3 separate regions of the Mus musculus genome follow, and regions 1 and 3 are each linked to region 2. Evidence: chromatin contacts called from public HiChIP or PLAC-seq data. All regions are on one chromosome and are shown on one strand. Each heading gives the region's core, a stretch centred on a gene start, on an enhancer-like site or on the middle of the called end of the contact. The rest is flanking DNA. Distances are from core to core; before and after follow the strand shown.

The links. HiChIP or PLAC-seq counts read pairs in DNA pulled down with a chosen protein or histone mark.
Region 1: a BATF HiChIP or PLAC-seq map of CD8 T cells shows a contact between it and region 2, with 7 read pairs. The contact joins the promoter of Dars here to the enhancer-like site in region 2. A contact is called at or near these places in 9 of 39 promoter capture datasets (3T3-L1-derived adipocytes, the C10 cell line, the HPC-7 cell line and 4 more), 2 of 15 datasets of contacts at CTCF or cohesin (large pre-B cells and pro-B cells), 18 of 484 Hi-C or Micro-C datasets (B cells, CD4 T cells, CD8 T cells and 11 more), 22 of 115 datasets of contacts at active chromatin or transcription factors (CD8 T cells, the HPC-7 cell line, the SCID.adh cell line and 18 more) and 2 of 9 other capture datasets (adipose tissue and liver).
Region 3: a CTCF HiChIP or PLAC-seq map of CD8 T cells shows a contact between it and region 2, with 5 read pairs. The contact joins two enhancer-like sites. A contact is called at or near these places in 1 of 15 datasets of contacts at CTCF or cohesin (CD8 T cells) and 5 of 115 datasets of contacts at active chromatin or transcription factors (CD8 T cells, bone marrow-derived macrophages, effector CD8 T cells and 2 more).

What each region holds. Positions count from the first base shown.
Region 1 is chr1:128,415,660-128,419,232 of GRCm38.p6, reverse strand. Dars (aspartyl-tRNA synthetase) reads left to right here and starts at 1,817. Exons shown (of 16, transcript NM_177445.5): 1 at 1,817-2,081. The coding sequence starts at 2,016.
Region 2 is chr1:128,569,252-128,573,103 of GRCm38.p6, reverse strand. No RefSeq gene overlaps it. Among named protein-coding and RNA genes, the nearest start is that of Cxcr4, 21 kb to the left of the region's middle. Within about 2 kb of position 2,588, at least 59 of the 459 cell types and tissues checked have an H3K27ac peak or open chromatin away from gene starts, as enhancers often do. A contact at or near this core is called in CD8 T cells, the HPC-7 cell line, acute myeloid leukemia and 1 more, where this site is marked.
Region 3 is chr1:128,777,457-128,781,263 of GRCm38.p6, reverse strand. No RefSeq gene overlaps it. Among named protein-coding and RNA genes, the nearest start is that of Gm23056, 110 kb to the left of the region's middle. Within about 2 kb of position 1,338, at least 4 of the 459 cell types and tissues checked have an H3K27ac peak or open chromatin away from gene starts, as enhancers often do. A contact at or near this core is called in CD8 T cells, where this site is marked.

The DNA.
Region 1 (3,573 bases), core at 568-3,067, 150 kb after region 2:
CTGTTCCAGGCCATTGAATTCCTAGTCTAGAGCATGGAGCCTTTGTGTAAACAAAGGTTTTACTGGGTAGGGAACTAAAGCATTTTCATAAGTCTTGTAAGGAAAGGGAGATAAACAGATTTGAATTCCTGGTTTTAAACACAAGTTTTACAGTATTCGATAGAAAAAGTCATAGTTGATATTTCTTACACATATTTACATCGTTACTCCAAAGTTATGACCTAAATAAGAATATTCTATCAAAGCAAAGGAGCACAGTAAGACATATGCAGGAAAACAACAAGAAACAAACAAACAAAAGGAGTCTTGTGGACACACTGAAATATGACAATTCCACCCTACCAAATGACAATAGAATTTATATGTTGCCTTCTGTCGATCAGGGCATACATTAGTACTAAGGCTAAGAGAATAAATACTTCTTTTAGAAATGGAGCCAATTCAGATGCTTTCTGCATTGGAATCCCTTGACTATAATGGAATGTGCTATTGACCATAAGTATTCACTATCATTCCCTAAGGAATGAATACATTCTTCTGTTTTGAGCAAACAGTAGCAGATTAAGATGTGTCTCTTCTCGGCAGTCAGCCTGCGTCAAGTAGAAAGATCAGCTCAGGATCCTGGCCAGAACCATCAGTAATCATTTTATTGCCAATGGTTTATATAACGCTTAGCACAAAGCACATATTTATAACCACTGATGAGTTAATTGAACCATATTTTCCCCCACCTATAACTACATAGTAAACTACACTTCTGGAGCCACCATATCTATCTTACCTGGATTCCAGATCTAAGTAAAATCTTACCTGGATTCCAGATCTAAGTAAAGTTATTCCCAGAGAGCTTTCATTTGAGGGGATAAGGTAGGGTTGGGGAGGAGGGTCCAATTGTATCCTGTTAACAAGTATTGACCATGACATTTTATGTCAAGATAAGACACTACAGACAGCTAAAATGTGACAAAGACGGCTAAAGCTTGTGTCCAGCACCGGAAGTAGTATGTAATCAAGTCTTCAAATTTCATCCCAACAAACTTTTCCTTCTTGGTTGTTGTTTTAAGATAGAGTCTCACTACGCAAACAAGGCTGGCCTCTGCTTCCTGAGTGCTGTTAACTGCAGGCCCGAATTACCAAAGCCCACATTCAATAAAAACGACAGCATTTTTCAAAAGTCTAATTTAGGGAAGATTCACCCATTAGACAACCAACACTATACTATGCATTGCCTTTCACAACACAACAAGTCAAGGAAAACCTGTAGGCTATTGCTTTTAAAACAGTACTCCATCCTGCCTTAGGAGCCTACCTGCCTACCTCTAACACAGCATCCTGCCTTCCCACACAGAGCAGGTTGCCCAGAGACCTCCTCTGACCCAAGAGACAGGCTTCCACAGGGCAGTGAAGGCATCAATTCCAAAAGCGGAGATCCCAGCTGGCAGGACGCGAGACAAGCTGTCTGCCAGGGAGGGTGAAACAATGATACTCACCCCACCCCCAACTCCCTGTCTCTAAATATACAAGTAAGCAAGCTCGTGGTGTTTCACACTCTTAATCCCAGCACTCAGGGAGCAGAGGCAGGAGGATCCTCGTGAGTTCCAGGCCAGACAGCATTACACAGACCCTGTCTTTAAAATAATTAGAATTAAATTTAAAAAGAGGGACTCTGGGAGCAAGGGGAAGACAATTAACTGGAATGAAGTTAGACCAAGAGGGTAGGTATGTCAAGAGGCTCTGCAGGGAAGATTCCTCGGAGCCTATCCTGCGAGACCACACCCACTTCTGGGCCACGCCCCATGACTCCCGTGGGCGGGGCAGAGGGAGGAGCTGGCGGCGGCGCGCGAGAGCTCGCTGTGGCTCTCGCGATATTTCCGAAGCCAAGGTTCCACGCGGAGACTGGGGGCTTAGAACCCGGGCTGGGAGGGCGAGACTGTGCGGGAGGGAGCCGCTTCTTAGCCTGTCCTACGGAAGCCTGCGAGGGAGGGTGGTATCCACTCCCCAAATCCAGTGTCCTGATGCCCAGCACCAACGCCAGCCGTAAGGGTCAGGAGAAGCCGCGGGAGATCGTGGACGCGGCGGAAGTGGGTTTCCTCCTTTCCCCCCGGGTCGGGGAGTGCGCTGAGGGAGGGAGTGGGGCGATCCGGGCGCCGCTTCCGTAGCTCCCGTCAGCGCTTTACTCGCAGGCCGCGGCGTGGGGTGTCGCGTCGCAGGCCAGTGCTCCCGAGGACCCCAGGGGCCGTGCCTGGGCTCGCGGCCTCAACTACTCGGGACTGTTAACTCTTGGGACCGTGGCCTGGAAGAACCGTGTTCCTGGGGGTGGGGGGACAGGCAAACGTGGGCGCTCGCGGAACCGGAAGTAGCTGCGGCGAGGTTCACTCGAGCCTTCCTAGGTTAGCACGTCCTGCACGGAACACACCAGCCCAGTCCCCGGACATTTCTGATAAAGCACCACTAATCGATACCCTCAGCCCTCATAATGTTCTGGCCAGTAAAGACAGCCCTTTGCAGCACGAGCTGCCAGTGTATTTAATGACTTTTCCTTGTGACAGCTGCCAACACGTGTTATCTTGGTTTCCTTTCTCAGTGACTCTGTGAGGTAGGGTAGTGCAATTCCCAGAGATAACCCTCAGTGATCCATAGCACTTTGCAGAAGTCAAGGTTTGAAATCCTCTAAGTTAGGTGTTTGTAGTAATACTTAAGTCTTAATCTTTTCCTGGCTCCTAATTTTTTGGTGGAGGAATTCAGCATTTGCTAACTACATCATAACTCAGAATAATAAGTTACTATTTAGTTCTGCTGAAATGTGAGTACTAAATAGAAACAATAACACTTTTTTTTCTTATTTTCACCCCCCTTTGGTTCAAATGCACCACCTATTTATGGCACATACCATTATGTGACAGTTCTCTCATATTGAAGAAACAATTTCAACAAGAGAATGTAGAAGAACAGAAACTGTTTCAGACATCTTTCAAAACTACCTTGTTAAAAAAAAATTTAAGGAAATTATTTTTGTGTGTTAGTGTGTCTAATTGTATAAATTATCAACACACCATTGTAAGTAGTATAGGTATAAGATACAGTATATGGTAGACATTATAATAGAGTTCTATAAATAAATGGAAGGAACTTAAGAACATTGTAGAGGTAAGGTAAGATAAAATGAAAGACTACGTAACTGTTTAATAAGTGTAGTTTATAGCCTGAACTTCAGCTCCTCTTCCTAACTTACTCCATGAAATTTGATAATATTGCCATTCTCAAACTATGTAACCTGTTATTAGTTGTAGAAATAGGAGGCAGGTGAATTTTCTGGTCGTGTTTTACAAAAGGAAAGTTGTAGTTAGCGTGTATCAAACAGCTCCGATTTCTAACAAGTGAACATCTGGTGCTCAGAAACCTTACCCAAAGCGTTGGTTCTCTTTGAACACCTCTTCCTGTGATAGGAAGTTAATAAAACTGTAGGACTTCATCTTACTCCCTTCACAGGGCAAATTTATATCTCTTCTTTGAAGTAGATTAATCTCCCTTGGAATAAGGTAGTTAAGAAGCATTCTATGCATGTGTAAGTTA
Region 2 (3,852 bases), core at 1,339-3,838:
GGCGATCTGAATGTAGGTTCTTCCTGCGTGGTCCGTTCAGCTAGGGTGGACCACAGGTGAAGTCGGAGAATCCCGTGTGGGATTTCCAGGGTTCACATAAAACGTTTAAGATGGTCTGATGGATGGGAGAGAGACGGTGTTTGGATCTGTGTGGGTGGAAGATGGCGTCTGGATCTGTTTTTATCTACTGGGTCTGAATGACAGGTAGAAAGCAAGCTCCGGCAAGTTAATCTTGAGATTTATGTGCCTGTTTTGTAGCCCATGTGACATTTGAACTTTTACCTTTTAATTTTTGAGATTGGCTCTCATGTGTTCAAGCTGTGGATAACCTTTCTCTCTGCTGGTCCTGCCTCTCTCTCCCTACTGAGCGGTGGGATTAGCAATTTGACGTTACTTATTAACCTTTTCATTTGGTAACAATGAAGAGTCTCCTATGCTTCAGGGTCTCCCCCAGAGTGCCTATTTTGAAGCAGGGATGGTGGAAGATCTGTTGAGGGGATGAGGGTGTGTCTCGGGTTGATAGTGTTTGCCTAGCACACAACAAGCCCTGAGCTCCATCTCCAATACCAAACACTCCATCTCTCCAACACCTGGGAGCTGGGGGCTAGAGGATCCGAAGTTTAAAGTCATCCTTGGCTACCTACGGAGTTCCAGGCCAGAGGCAGCCATATGAAAACTATCGTAAATTTGGGTACTTGAATGTTTCGTCCTCATGTATGCCTGTGTACGTGTGTACCTGATAACCTGGAACTGGAGTTACAGACAGTTGTGAGCTACCATGTGGGTGCTGGGAATCAAACCTGGGTCTTCTGGAAAAGCAACCAGTGCTTATATCCACTTAGCCCTGGAAATCCCACACGGGATTCTCCGACTTCACCTGTGGTCCACCCTAGCTGAACGAACCACACAGGAAGAACCTACATTCAGATCGCCTGGCTCCTTTGACCTCATCCCATGTCCCTGCTACAGGGACTGGGCCACACAGGTCTCTGTCCAGAGGACCTGTAGAGGGTAGGAACAGGCACACTTGAAGTGCATTTCCTCACTGGGTTTCATAAGGTGCAACCTTCTCCTTTGTGAGAGTTTCCTGTGCTGCCCAGGTTTCCTTCCCTAGGTTCTCAAATCCCAGAGTCCACACAGTGTGTGAGTGTGTGTGTTCTCTGAATCACTGTCCAGCCCTCCCCAGTGTGTGCATGTGTGTGGGTGGGTGCATACGTGAGTGTGTGAGTGTATGTATATGTGTGTGTGTTTGTGTGTCAGGGTGTGTGTGGTATGTGTATCTCTGAGTGAGCATGGTGTGTATATGTGTGTATGTATGTGGTATGTGTTCGTATGTGTTTGGTGTGTGTCTGTGTTTGTGTGCGCATATGTGAGTGTGTATATGTGTGTGTGGTGTGTCCATCTGTGAGAGTATATGTTTGTGTGTGTGGTGTGTGCTTTTGCCTATGTGTGTGTGTTTATTTGTGTGGGTGTGTGTGCATGCACTCGTGTGTACATGTGGACACAGCTCAGCAATGTGTGCCCTTATGGAAGCCAGTCCAGGCCAGGTCTATTATGTGTTGTTCTCTGTTGCTCTTCATTTTATTGTTTCAGAAGAGACTGAATCCTTTCAGCAGAAACAAGTGTTCTTTACCCACCGAGCTAACTCCTTAGCTCCTGAAGACAACTGGCTAGTTTTCTAACCAGAAAATGAGAGATTTTTTAAAACCTGATAGCAACACCAATTTTCAAATAAAGTCTTCTGTGGTGGAGTCCCTTAGAAGGACTGGGAATGCAGTTCCATCAGTAGAGTGCTTGTCTGGCATGCACACAAACCTCAAGTGTGGCCTGCGTCAGGCAGGGTGGCATACAGCTGTCATATAACATGGGGGAAGGTTGAAACAACAAGATAAGACATTGAAGGTCACCTCCAGCCTCACAGGAAGGTACAGACCAGTCTCGGCTGTGGGAGAACTTGTCTCAAATCACATAGACACAGGGACGTGGGAGAGGGAAAGAGGAAGAGGGAGTAGTTATAATGTCTTCTGTACATGATAGAACCAGTGTACTCATGAGATCACAGCAACTGTAGTTGTCTCCATGAAACCTGCACATGATCAAGCCAGTTAACAATCCATCATGGAACAGGAAGAGACTCATAAGCTCCCACCCACAGCTAAGGAGCTATTGACAACTGGTGGCTTCTAGTGGACTCATGGTTAGTATTCTTTATTGCCCTCTGGTTGGTCAATTATGCTCCAATGAAGATCCCCTGACCATGTGTATATGGACAGCATAAATTGCACTCAAAGGGATACTAAGAAAGAAAGAGGACATGAAATTTAGAAGGTGATGTGGGGAAATACCCAGGAGGAATTAGAAAAAGAGTAAGGGGATCAATATGGTTGAAAGACATTGTTTATGGCATGAATTTCACAAAGAATATATTTTAACTTTACGTTAAAAACATAAAAGAATAGGTTGCTGTGAAAATTAGAAGGCTGCGGTGAGAGAGAGTAAGTAAGCTGTTGCCAGGAGAACGAATAGGAGTCGACACGACAAAGTAGGAAGGAACAGACTCAGAGATGTCAAAACAGCAGTCTATGAGGCAATGAGCTCAGCGGTTGGAGAGAGTGAGCTAGAAAGGAGCGCGTTGTTGCCTCTGAAGAATTGGAAGCTAGGGAGAATGATGAATGAAGCTAAGGAAAATGATGGGAGGAGCTCGGGAGAGTGATGGGAGGAGCTAGAGCGAGTGATGGGAGGAGCTAGGGATTGTGATGAGAGGTGAAGTTGGGGGAGAAAACAAGACCGCTGGGCTCTGGAGGACCTCGTTTAGGATGCTGGGGACGCCCCTGTGTTGAAACAGACATGTGGAATGACACGTTAAAGTTTCTGCCTGTGGTCAGGAGATGACTGGGTGGGGTCAAAGCCAGACTAACGGTGGCCATCACTACTAGATCTGAGATTGGCTTGTGGGTATTTGTGAGGTAGACCTTTTAGGTATAACCGACAGGATGTGGAGATAAACAGGTTTCTGACTTAAGAAACTAGGTGGCTGGCTGTCTGGAGAGACAGCGCAGAGGATCAGAGTGCTCGCTGCTCTTGCAGAGAACCAGAGTTCACTTACCAACACCATGTTGGTTAGCTCACAATCAGCTGTAATTCTAGCTCCAAAAAATCTGACACCCTCCTCCAGCTTCCTCAGGCATGGCACTCATGTGTACAAACTCACACACAGCTACACATTTACACATAAATATAAATAAATGTTAAAAATTAGGTAGATGAATATGCATATGGGGAAGATGTCATATATTAGTTAGGGGATAGAGATAAGATGGATGGATGGATGAATGGATGAATGGATGGATGGATTCATAGACACAAAGATACATAGATAGTAGATAGATGATAATAGATAAACAATAGATAGATAATAGATTAATAGTTGATAGATAGATAGATAGATAGATAGATAGATAGATAGATAGATAGATAGATAGATAGAAGATAGAAACTCCAATTTGCTATGTAGAGAGAGATGACCTTAAAATTCTACTCTTCCAGCCTACCTCCCAATGCTCAGATTGCAAACATGTGTCATCTCACCAAGTTTTATGAAGTGCTGGGAGTCAAAACCAGAGCTTCATGCAATCCATTCTGCTAAGTACTATATTAAATGGTCCCCAAGAAACTAGTTCAAGGAAAGCAGAAATATTCATGTGTATATATATATATATATATATATATATATATATATATATATATATATGCCATATGTTAAAAGCCCAGGGCTGATACGATTGTTTTGCCACCAAAGTGCAAAGTTCTAAGGACTGGGTACATAGCTCAGTGCTTGTCTAGCTTGCCCAA
Region 3 (3,807 bases), core at 89-2,588, 210 kb before region 2:
CTCCAGGGGACCTGATACTCTCTTTGTTCTCCACAGGTATTGCACTCACGTGCACATAACCTGAGACACACACACATATAATTAAAAGTAAACTCAAGATATATTAAAATGCAAAAGCATGATCAACAGTACCCTTTGCCGCCCTGTAATGTTTCATATGTGATTTTGGAAATAATACTAGGGTGTTAGTTTTATTGTTGCACATTTTTATTGTAAACTTTAAATGTACATGGGTAGGAAAGACATTCTCTCTCTCTCTCTCTCTCTCTCTCTCGCTCTCGCTCTCTCTCCCTCTCTCTCTCTCTCTCCATATTCCTGAAATGTTATAGGGCTGGCTAACGGTTAAATGGTTTATCAGGTAAAGGTTCTTGCCATCAAACCTGACAACTCAAGTTTAATCCTCAGAGCCCACATGGTGAGAGGAAATTGCCAACTCCCACAAGTGGTTCTCCGACCTCTGAGCAGGCCATGGCACATGTGTGATCATGTGCCCAAACATGTAGATATGTACATACACACATATCCATAAATAAAAGTAAAAAAGAAAAACACTTTTGAGTAACAGAAACAAACAGTTGTCAAAGAAACAATGCACACCTAAGGCAATGAATATGCCAATTACCCTATGAATATTATACATCATACAAATGTATTAGAGTGTCATAATGTGTCTCATAAAAATGTATAATTACTCCATGTCCATTAAAAACAGGGATGGGGGAAATGACTTAGTGGATAAAGTGCTTACTGCACCAATGTGGCAATCTGAGTCTGAATCCACAGAACCCATACAAAGGCTGGATGCTTAGCACATGGCTATAGTCCCAGGACTTTTATAGGGACCTAGAGACAAAAGATACCATAAGCTGTTAGACCAACTAGTCGAGTACACAGCTGCCGACCAGAGACCGTTTCTTCAAACAAAATGGAAGGTAACATTCAATACCTAAGGTCGTCTTCTGACCTCCATATGCACAGTTTGGCACAGGGACACACTACACACACACACACACACACACACACACACACACACACACACACACACCATTCACACACAAGTAAAAATTTTTTCAAATAAATATAGGCTCAGGACCAAAAATATGTAACAATAATAAAGTGTTGCGTTAAGAGCTGCTTCTCCCCCACAGAAGAGCTAGGCTGCCTCAATGCACGCAGAATAAGTTGTAAAAATTCCCAGAGTCACACTGTAAGAAAAAGGAGGCCAGAGGAGCTTCTGCAAAAGCCTGACCTGAAACCTGAGATAGTCCAGGGTGGCTAGGTAGTTTGTCAGGGTGGTTTCAACTCTTGACCCAGAATTGAAACTCTCCTGAGAGGAGGGGTGTGAGTGGGGAGGTTTTCGAGTCACTCCTTCCTCCCAAGGAGCCTCTCTCAAACTCGGAGAGGTCAGGTCTGGTTTGTGGGCTAGCCTCAGCCTAAAGATCTACTTTGTAAGAACTTGAATGCCTGTGTCTCCTGCAGATAGGCACCCTGGTGGGACTTCAAGCTGAGAGAGGTAGCTGGTAGGCAGAAGGAAGATTGTGGGCAGAGCCATGCCTTGAGATCTTTTTTTTTTTTTTTTTTTTTCTTTCCATTTTTTATTAGGTATTTAGCTCAATAACATTTCCAATGCTATACCAAAAGTCCCCCATACCCACCCACCCCCACTCCCCTACCCGCCCACTCCCCCTTTTTGGCCCTGGCGTTCCCCTGTTCTGGGGCATATAAAGTTTGTGTGTCCAATGGGCCTCTCTTTCCAGTGATGGCCGACTAGGCCATCTTTTGATACATATGCAGCTAGAGTCAAGAGCTCCGGGGTACTGGTTAGTTCATAATGTTGATCCACCTATAGGGTTGCAGATCCCTTTAGCTCCTTGGGTACTTTCTCTAGCTCCTCCATTGGGAGCCCTGTGATCCATCCTTTAGCTGACTGTGGGCATCCACTTCTGTGTTTGCTAGGCCCCGGCATAGTCTCACAAGAGACAGCTACATCTGGGTCCTTTCGATAAAATCTTGCTAGTGTATGCAATGGTGTCAGCGTTTGGATGCTGATTATGGGGTGGATCCCTGGATAAGGCAGTCTCTACATGGTCCACCCTTTAATCTCAGCTCCAAACTTTGTCTCTGTAACTCCTTCCAAGGGTGTTTTGTTCCCACTTCTAAGGAGGGGCATAGTGTCCACACTTCAGTCTTCATTTTTCTTGAGTTTCATGTGTTTAGGAAATTGTATCTTATATCTTGGGTATCCTAGGTTTTGGGCTAATATCCACTTATCAGTGAGTACATATTGTGTGAGTTCCTTTGTGAATGTGTTACCTCACTCAGGATGATGCCCTCCAGGTCCATCCATTTGGCTAGGAATTTCATAAATTCATTCTTTTTAATAGCTGAGTAGTACTCCATTGTGTAGATGTACCACATTTTCTGTATCCATTCCTCTGTTGAGGGGCATCTGGGTTCTTTCCAGCTTCTGGCTATTATAAATAATGCTGCTATGAACATAGTGGAGCATGTGTCCTTCTTACCAGTTGGGGCATCTTCTGGATATATGCCCAGGAGAGGTATTGCTGGATCCTCCGGTAGTACTATGTCCAATTTTCTGAGGAACCGCCAGACGGATTTCCAGAGTGGTTGTACAAGCCTGCAATCCCACCAACAATGGAGGAGTGTTCCTCTTTCTCCACATCCTCGCCAGCATCTGCTGTCACCTGAATTTTTGATCTTAGACATTCTGACTGGTGTGAGGTGGAATCTTAGGGTTGTTTTGATTTGCATTTCCCTGATGATTAAGGATGTTGAACATTTTTTCAGGTGCTTCTCTGCCATTCGGTATTCCTCAGGTGAGAATTCTTTGTTCAGTTCTGAGCCCCATTTTTTAATGGGGTTGTTTGATTTTCTGAAGTCCACCTTCTTGAGTTCTTTATATATGTTGGATATTAGTCCCCTATCTGATTTAGGATAGGTAAAGATCCTTTCCCAATCTGTTGGTGGTCTCTTTGTCTTATTGATGGTGTCTTTTGCCTTGCAGAAACTTTGGAGTTTCATTAGGTCCCATTTGTCAATTCTCGATCTTACAGCACAAGCCATTGCTGTTCTGTTCAGGAATTTTTCCCCTGTGCCCATATCTTCAAGGCTTTTCCCCACTTTCTCCTCTATAAGTTTCAGTGTCTCTGGTTTTATGTGAAGTTCTTTGATCCATTTAGATTTGACCTTAGTACAAGGAGATAAGTATGGATCGATTCGCATTCTTCTACATGATAACAACCAGTTGTGCCAGCACCATTTGTTGAAAATGCTGTCTTTCTTCCACTGGATGGTTTTAGCTCCCTTGTCGAAGATCAAGTGACCATAGGTGTGTGGGTTCATTTCTGGGTCTTCAATTCTATTCCATTGGTCTACTTGTCTGTCTCTATACCAGTACCATGCAGTTTTTACCACAATTGCTCTGTAGTAAAGCTTTAGGTCCGGCATGGTGATTCCACCAGAGGTTCTTTTATCCTTGAGAAGAGTTTTTGCTATCCTAGGTTTTTTGTTATTCCAGATGAATTTGCAAATTGCTCCTTCTAATTCATTGAAGAATTGAGTTGGAATTTTGATGGGGATTGCATTGAATCTGTAGATTGCTTTTGGCAAGATAGCCATTTTTACAATATTGATCCTGCCAATCCATGAGCATGGGAGATCTTTCCATCTTCTGAGATCTTCTTTAATTTCTTTCTTCAGAGACTTGAAGTTTTTATCATACAGATCTTTCACTTCCTTAGTTAGAGTCACGCCGAGATATTTTATATTATTTGTGACTATTGAGAA